Regions from separate parts of the Mus musculus genome. Here region 2 is linked to region 1. A link is a contact called in public Hi-C data. All regions are on one chromosome and are shown on one strand. Each heading gives the region's core, a stretch centred on a gene start, on an enhancer-like site or on the middle of the called end of the contact. The rest is flanking DNA. Distances are from core to core; before and after follow the strand shown. Region 1 overlaps Dtd1 (D-tyrosyl-tRNA deacylase 1). Region 2 has its middle 120 kb from the start of Gm39952.

Region 1 (3,955 bases), core at 694-3,193:
ACATTTCCCTGTAGATTGTTTGTGATTTTTAAAACGTTATCAGTAGGGGTTGGAGAGGTTGCTCAGCGGGTTGGAGCACTGACTGATCTTCCAAAGGTCCTGAGTTCAATTCCCAGCAACCACACAATGGTCATCTATACTAGGATCCAAAGCCCTCTTCTGGTATACAGATGAACATGCAGACTGAGCATTCATATAGATAGGTAGGTAGATAGATAGATAGATAGATAGATAGATAGATAGATAGATAGACAGACAAACAGACGGACAGATGGATGGACAGATGAAATGTGTCAGTAATAGCAACAACCTCAGTTCCACTTTTGAAGCTTAATGCCATGCAGACATGGTCCTACCTCTCAGCCAACACAAAGTGTCAATGGCTCCACACCAGCACTCAGCCTTGTTTATATCCTGCATCCCCCACGTGAGCTCATCGTTCCACTTTGCAGCATCCTAGGAAGGGGACGATGCTAGGAAGGAAGAGCAGGAACAGGCCTAGTTCCACAGCCTGCCATGCCTCATGTCTCTATCAAGTGGATTAATTAAAGCTTTTATATATGCTAAACACAATGGGACAGCATAAGTTTGCAAGACTATTACACATCCCTTTTCTCTGTTTTAATTACATTCTTCCTGAATGCTTATAGAGTTGGCAGTAAATCCAGGTCAGATGTTGCTTTAGAAAAATGAAGACTTATAAAGAATCTTGAGTGGCTCATCTACCACCCACACCTTGGACAAAATCCAATCCAGGTAACCACTCTCACTGGGTACACTAGCCAGGGTCGCTGCTCTGCTGCCACCCAGTGGCAACTGGGTGACATGACACCTAGCCCAAGAACTAGAAGAACAGACGCTTCTAAGAACACTTTGTCTACACGGTGGAGCAGAGACATGCTCAGGAGTTCTTGAGAAGAGAGAAAGTAAGATAGACGTGAGGCTGCAGCCATGAAGGGTTTCCTCCACCTCAGGATGAGGACTTCCCCAGAGACAATGATTAGGTCAAGGCACATTACCTATCTATACCCTCCAGACTGGCAGGCTCCAGGTTCTAGGCTTACCTGCTTTGGGTCAGAGCTAGCAGCTCCAGGAGCAGGGGACTCCAGCTCTATAGTCACAGGCCCATCGTTCTGAATGTGCACCTGCATGTAGGCACCAAACTTGCCATCTGAAAAAACAATCAAACAAATTCAAGAGTTGGAGACCCCAGGTTTACCTGGCCAAAGACCACATGGACAACAATGTAATAAAAATATAAAAACCTGGGCAGTGGGGCCTGCCAGACAACACAGGACAAATGGCCATCCCCATGAAGGACTTAGGAAGGGGAGGCAGCTAAACAGCACAAACATTACAGGCTGACCAAGAGAACTGGCAAAAAAAGACCTGGTAACACAGAATGCCATGTGTGTGGCAGGAAGGCACACTAGCACAGCCACTGAGCGATACCATCTTGGCCTCATGCCCATTAAAGGCTCTCATATCAATCCCCATTCGTTGGCCTTCTGGGTTTAAGGCAGCTTTATGACTCCAGTACAGAATCTTTCTCCAGGAGCCATGACTTCCACCACATCAGCTTTCCATTCTGATTCTTCCCAGTCCGTTCACTTCCTCCTTAATTCCACAAGGATTTAAAAAGACAGACAGACAGACACACACACACACACACACACACACACACACACACTAGCATTGGTTTTCCTCAGTGCACAGACAGTAACACCAGAGATGGTATTAAAAGCACCCAAACTGTCTGCCATCTTTTATAGGCAAGATAATCTGGTTCCCAGTGGGGAACCAAGTGTGCCCAAATAATGGTGGCTTTCTGTGATCTCTTATGATTAAAGTGGCCATTCAAATCAACAGAGCCTTTGTTTTATCTGTGTCACACTAGCTAAAAAGACATCAGCTGGGAAGGAAATCATGTGTTTAATTGCATGCTAAAATTATGGCTACAATTAGTAGCAAATTTCACCATCTACGCTCCTCAGGGAAGCTGCAGGCAGACTCAGGAGGAAGAGAATTATTTTCAACCTTGAATTTCTGTTGGCAGGATATACGGCACATGCTTCACTGTGGTTCTCATTCCAAGTAGTGAGAAATTATTTTTCTTTTCCTGTTTTTCTTCAGTTGGGAACAGAACTATTATCTGAATTTCCATTTGTACACACAATAAATCCAAAGACAGGTTTTAAGAGGTCTTAAAATGGTAACATTTTTTTCCAGTCCAGATCAAAGGGTGAAGTCCCCAAGAAAAATTACACTGGCCAGGGAAAATAAATACACTTTTAAAAATAAAAGACAAGAACATATCTACAAAATTACATCTGGTTTCATGTGGTGATATAATCGAGTTGTTCTTAACTATAAGTCTCAGGGTTCCACCCAGGGCTGCAGGACAAGCACGTGTCAAACATGTTTGTGCCACATGTTTCAGACACAAAAACCCCTGGCTGGGGCCCAGCATCTACACACTGGTCTCGGGCAGCTGCTGTTTGAGGCCCCCTCCTAATCAGGCTGGAAGGTGAACCACACATCAGGAATCACTACTGACCTGAGGCTGCTGTCCCTGCCTCTCTAGACAATGCTCAACTGACTCTCACCACATACCAAGAAGGTCCACCCCGCCAGTCTGGGGCCAGTCATCATGATTGCAATGAATGTGTAAAAAGCTTTGGTCCCTGTTACTAACGTACCTACCATTGGCCATCAGAGTATATGGTCAGTCTGAGGGACAGCCCAGACAACTGACCAGGAAACACAACAACAACAAATGTTATCAAAGGAAAAATGGAGTGACCAAGAGGCATGTGCTGTTGTTTCTACCATCCAGAGCACTGCCATGACCCACTGGGATGTGGCCCAATGTTAGGGGACATGGCACTAGACAAGAGCCTTGGGCTAGCTTGAACCAAGCCCATCTCCTATAGGCAGTTCCCTTCCACCCAGGAAGTGTTCTCACCACCCAGACTTCTTTCCTGTTCCACTCTTGACCTGTTCAGAGCCCAAGCAGAGCCCAAGGAGGAGTTGCTCGTGGAAACTCCAACACAGGGTGCACAAGCACCAGGCCATGGAAAGGCTATGGTCACTGTCTAAGCTGCAGGGCTTTGAATCCCAGGACTGGGAAGGATACTCATGGGGTTGGCACTGGCAAGCTTCTGGCATATGTAGCAGCTCTAGCCTCATGTGCAGAGCCTGCTTCCATGGAAACAGCAGTGTATCCCAGCATCACCACCTCCTCAGAGGACATGGCCTCACCAGAGCAACACACTGGGTCAACGACTGCAACACAGCAATGGATGCCTGGCTCCAGACAAACTGACTGCCAGTGGCAAGGGCTCTAGGATCCTGCAGCAGAAACCAGACTCTCCAGGAAAGACACCTCCTCAGACTTTCCTGGGAAGACAGCTGCTTGTCAACACATGGGGACAGTATGGGTAACTGAGCTTCTCAGAGTGTGAACAGCCAGACCTGAGTATAGATCTCTATTCTATACTGGAAGCCTTGAAGGGATCAAGAGAGGCAAACCCTAGACCATTAGTGATTCTCCCAGGCCCAGGCTCCCCTTCTGAAAGTGTTCTGCTTAGCTGTGCTAATTCTGTGCACTGAGGCAGCCCAGGTCCAGGATGTCATAGCAAGGCTTACTAGAGAAGGGGATATACCTGCAGCCCAAGATCAAAAATGTCTAGTTATAGGAAGGGGCTACCCTCAAACACAAACCATAGAGCCAAAAATATGGCTCTATAGTAAACAACCATTTGGCTGGTAAATAAGTAGGGCCAAAAGTCACCTCAGCTGGCAGATATTCTAACTGAGCTTAGGTGCCAAGATCATAGATTCATAGCAATTAAGGAAACTCATCTCGTCTAACACAGAGATTCTAGGCAATGCCTCTGATCATAGGACATGGCTCAGATATCTTTGTGATCTGCAGTACCTAACAACTCTCTGC
Region 2 (4,282 bases), core at 673-3,172, 310 kb before region 1:
TATCACTGTTAGATGAGAAATGGAACTATTGTCAAGCAAGGAGCAAGAGGATTGTTACATGACAACAAGAAAAATTCCCTAAGACATAACAATTCTAAATATATGTTTACCTAAGAACTCAAAATCACACCAAAAACAAAAGATTCAGTAGACTAGATCAATCCCGATTACACATGGAGAAATTAACATTTCTGCCACAATAATAAACACAAGTAAGGTAGTAGGGTACTTGAGGATATGAAAAATATGGAGAGCATGCAGGTGAAACTAACCTAATTCTAACTAACCTAACCGAAATCTGTAGAACCTCCAAAAGTAACAAAATATATATTATTTACATGAATTCATGAACTATTTACCAAAAAGGATGTTTCTTGGTATAAACAAGAAAATGTAAAATAATTCAATTCATATAAATTCTATGCCCTATAAAATATAAACTCTAACAGTGGAAATTAACTAAAAAATAATAACTAAAGGACATCTTGAAATTATCTATATTTTTGGATGCTGAATAAGCAATAATTTGAAAAACTGGGTTGGAGAAAAAAGAAATGGATAAAGTAAAAACTAAAAAGCAGAAGAAGAGGAAGGTTAAAGAGAGAGATGGAAAAGGGAAAGATGAGTGAAAGAACAGGGATGATCTGAAATATCTCTTATTTGGATAATAGACTTGAACAACTTTCTGGTTTCAGAATATCTAAATATGGTCAAATTAGAGTCTATTGAGACAAACAGATATGAGTGTTCTGATTACAATTCTATCCCAAACACTGTATAAATTGGGCAATCTTGGTACTTAAGCTGGGAACCTTTACTTCTTATGGTTCAAAACAGTGTTTGAAAGGAAGAAGTTCTACATAGTTAGATTTGCTCAGTCAATCTCTGGTCTAGCCAGCCTGATGGACAGGCTCTTGAGCGCAAACTCCCTCACTGACAATTCTCACCTCAAGTGAATACCACCTGAGCTTCGCTTTCCTGAAGGACCATCTACAGCAATGCAGGACCCTTCAAAGCCAAGAGCAGCCAAGTAGCCAGGAGGTTAGCACCCTACCTGAGATGACCACAAACAATAGGGGAATAGGGGCCAAGTGGTAAGTAAGTCAGAGTCCCATCTTTCAGGGTCATTCTCTGTGCTTCTCAGAAATCCTAGCAAAGTAAAGCCCTGCCCCTAACAATGGATTTTTTATGCCATTCTCTTACCTTGCCTGTTCATCACTGCCTGCAAGGTTCACCACCCAGAAAACCTCCTGCATCCTAAGTCTCCAGTCTTGGGCTCAAGATAGACTCAAGATCTAAGAATTTCCTGTCAAGACAGAAATGGCCATTATTCTTAGCCCTGAGCCTCCATCAGAGAATACACACACACACACACCCCAAATCAAGCTATCAACTTGATCATTTTGGGAGGTTGCAGTCAGGGCCTTGTACACACTGAGTAGTCTACTACTGAGCTACTCAAACCTTTGATTTGGTCATTCTTAAAAGAGAAACAAGTCACTAACTGCAGGGAGATGGAAGAAACTGGCTGAAGACTGTCATCCCAGAGACTGGTTACCACTTTTGCATTCCCCCCACCCCCGATATTAACATTGAAGAGCCAAGAGCCTGCAGTCAGCCAGCCAACAATCTTAAGAGTTATTTAATTCCCAGTCCTCCTTCAGACACATAAAATATACATATGTGGAGAATATCTAAAAATGGAAATTGAATTCTGACAAATTTAAGACACATTTTGGACCTGGACTGTCCCTGACAATTCTTCATACAATTTTTTAGGGGAGAAAGTTGGGGCCATGTGCCCTAACTTAGTGACCCCTGTGACTAAAAGGAGGCAAGGAGCAGGACAAGCCCAGCCTTGGAGCTGTTCCTCAAGCACACAGGCAGCCAAGGCTTCCTCCCACCCTGCCCATCCTGACCTCCACAGTGAATCACCTCTCCCCCTTCCAGCATGGCCAGCAATCCGTCAGAGAAAAAGAGACGTCCTCTCCCTTTTAGGAACAAAAATCTTCAAAGCCCTGGCTTCAGAGCTGCTTGGGGACTTTCCAAGGAAATGATCAACAGGACAATATGGAGCTTTCCAAGTCCTTCACCTCTTGTCTGAAGCTAGCTGGGTTTCCTATATATAAATACAGCAAGAAGAAGGATAAAAGAGTGGGGAAAGCCCAGTGCTAGCCGTGGTGAGTTCCCAGTGAAATAGGGGAATGATTATGAACACCACAGGAAGCTAATATCCTTGGGCTTTTCCTGAGAGCATCGTTTCAGGTCATGATATTTCAGAGGGCAGATGAGAGAGACAAGTGCTACTGATGGTGTGCCTGCAGACCAGTTCCAAGCAGAAAGCTAAGCTAATGAGATAGTGAGGAGCGTCAAAATAATGAAAACATCAACAAAGGTCTCAACTGTGGGTTTGCCTGTCCACTGGGGTTGTTTTGTTTGGAAAGACAGCTTTCCCCCACCCCTTGACTTCTATCTAGCTCTGTGGCCCTGACTGGAATATGATATTTTTTTTCCCCATGAAAACTCATGTGGTAGTTTAATTCTTCAGTCTGGCAAGATTGGGAGGTGGGATGTATTAAGCAGAGTTTAGGTCAGGAAGTTATACACTGACCAATGCCTTAAAGGAATGAGTTAACCAGTGTATGACTTAAGCCCCTTTGCTTTTTTTTCCCAACCTATGTGCTTACCCACAAAACACTCAACAGAAAGCAAGCAGATATAGTTGGCCAAACTTGGACTTTCATCAAACTTGAACTGGGAGCCAAATTAATTTTCTTTTATCAATTATCCAGTCTATGCTATTCTGTTATAGCAACACAAAACAGGCATCTGCCCATGCTCCCAGGCCATCTACAAATAAATAAGTCTTCCTATAAAGTCAGATTAAGCTCACCACTGTGTCTTCTTCTGCAGTCACCTATGCCGGCCTCGCGTGACTTGAGGTGCCACTTGCTTATCATACATTTGTTTGCAATAAATGTGAAGCCCACACCCTATAAACTTGGGTCTCTTAGGTTTGTTTGGCTTTTTTAATATCTGAAGATAAAGCTCTAAAAGGTGTTCTGATTAATAATGGAATGAAGTGTAGACCTTCATCCTCCCTGCCCTTGAAATTATCCCATGGCAGCCCAAGTTATTTAAATATATTCACCTAGACATTTCTAAGTCTTAAAAGATTGCTCAAGTCCTTGTATCTGTATATTGCTGTGTTGAAGTAGATTAAATGTTTCAATATTTCTCTTTTCAGGAAATGAGATCTGAGTCTCATCCCTTAAGTGTAGGCTAGCCTTAATGTCTGATTTCTCCAGAAGAGTGTACCCTAAGTGATATTTTGAGAGTTCTGAGACCAGGGCCTAAGAGTATCCACTCTTGAGGTACTCCTACTCAGAATCTACCCACTGTATAGTACAGACACAAGCCACATGGAGAAACCACACAGAAGTACTTCTGTGTGTACCAGTCACCTTCCTGCATCCTTATAAAGAAAGCATATCAGGCATTCAACATAGCTTAGCACCCAGACAACTTCATCCCAGCCACCATCTGGCTGCACCTGTACAAGAGACCCTGGGTGAACCCGGCCCACACAATATCAGCCTGCCCATAAAAGCATAAGAACAATTATAAGTTACTGTTACAGGCAATGGGTTTGGTGTGTGTTTTTTATGTGGTAATAATAATAATTGCACATGCTTAAGATGAACTGGTGAGAACCAACTCAACTGTGTTCTTGATAAAAGACTGACTCTTCTAACTCACCAGCCTTTACTTCATTTCTCTGGAGGAGTTGGAGAACTCTAAAAAGATCCCTAACTTCCAAATGCCAACAGTGCAGTTATCTGATTCATTGTTCGTGGAGGCTAAGAAGACCAAGAGCTCCATTGTACAACCCTTTACACAAAAACAAGCAAAACACCATGAGATTCAGAGTAAAGGGGAAAGTTAACACATGCTTGGCCTTAACTCCCTTGACCATCAGTCCCTTGCTCCTGCTGTAATTCAACTTGCTATTCATCTGTTCTGGAACGGAGGAAAGTCTTCAGTATAGAGTCTGCCAGACATTAAGCCCTTCTCTGGCAAAACTGCTCTGAGAAGTTCAGCATTACTACTTACAAGTTGATCTGATCTCCTCAAGTTTATTGCATTGCCTAGAGGGGCAGATTTCCAAATGGCACCCTTTGAATTATTTAGTATACCTGTCTTGAGGATATACAACTGTGTGCCAGGAAATGAGCAAGACATAGACATAAATGACATAAGCATGAATAAAATAATGTGTCAT

The links. Hi-C and Micro-C count contacts between places; a contact is called where the count stands out from the background.
Region 2: a contact with region 1 is called in a Hi-C map of uterus, with 15 times the contacts expected there. The contact joins two enhancer-like sites. A contact is called at or near these places in 5 of 484 Hi-C or Micro-C datasets (all in uterus).

The regions. Positions count from the first base shown.
Region 1 is chr2:144,632,974-144,636,928 of GRCm38.p6, reverse strand. Dtd1 (D-tyrosyl-tRNA deacylase 1) reads right to left here. Exons shown (of 6, transcript NM_025314.3): 4 at 1,065-1,171. Among named protein-coding and RNA genes, the nearest start is that of Dtd1, 35 kb to the right of the region's middle. Within about 2 kb of position 1,943, at least 13 of the 459 cell types and tissues checked have an H3K27ac peak or open chromatin away from gene starts, as enhancers often do. A contact at or near this core is called in uterus, where this site is marked.
Region 2 is chr2:144,947,066-144,951,347 of GRCm38.p6, reverse strand. No RefSeq gene overlaps it. Among named protein-coding and RNA genes, the nearest start is that of Gm39952, 120 kb to the right of the region's middle. Within about 2 kb of position 1,922, at least 2 of the 459 cell types and tissues checked have an H3K27ac peak or open chromatin away from gene starts, as enhancers often do. A contact at or near this core is called in uterus, where this site is marked.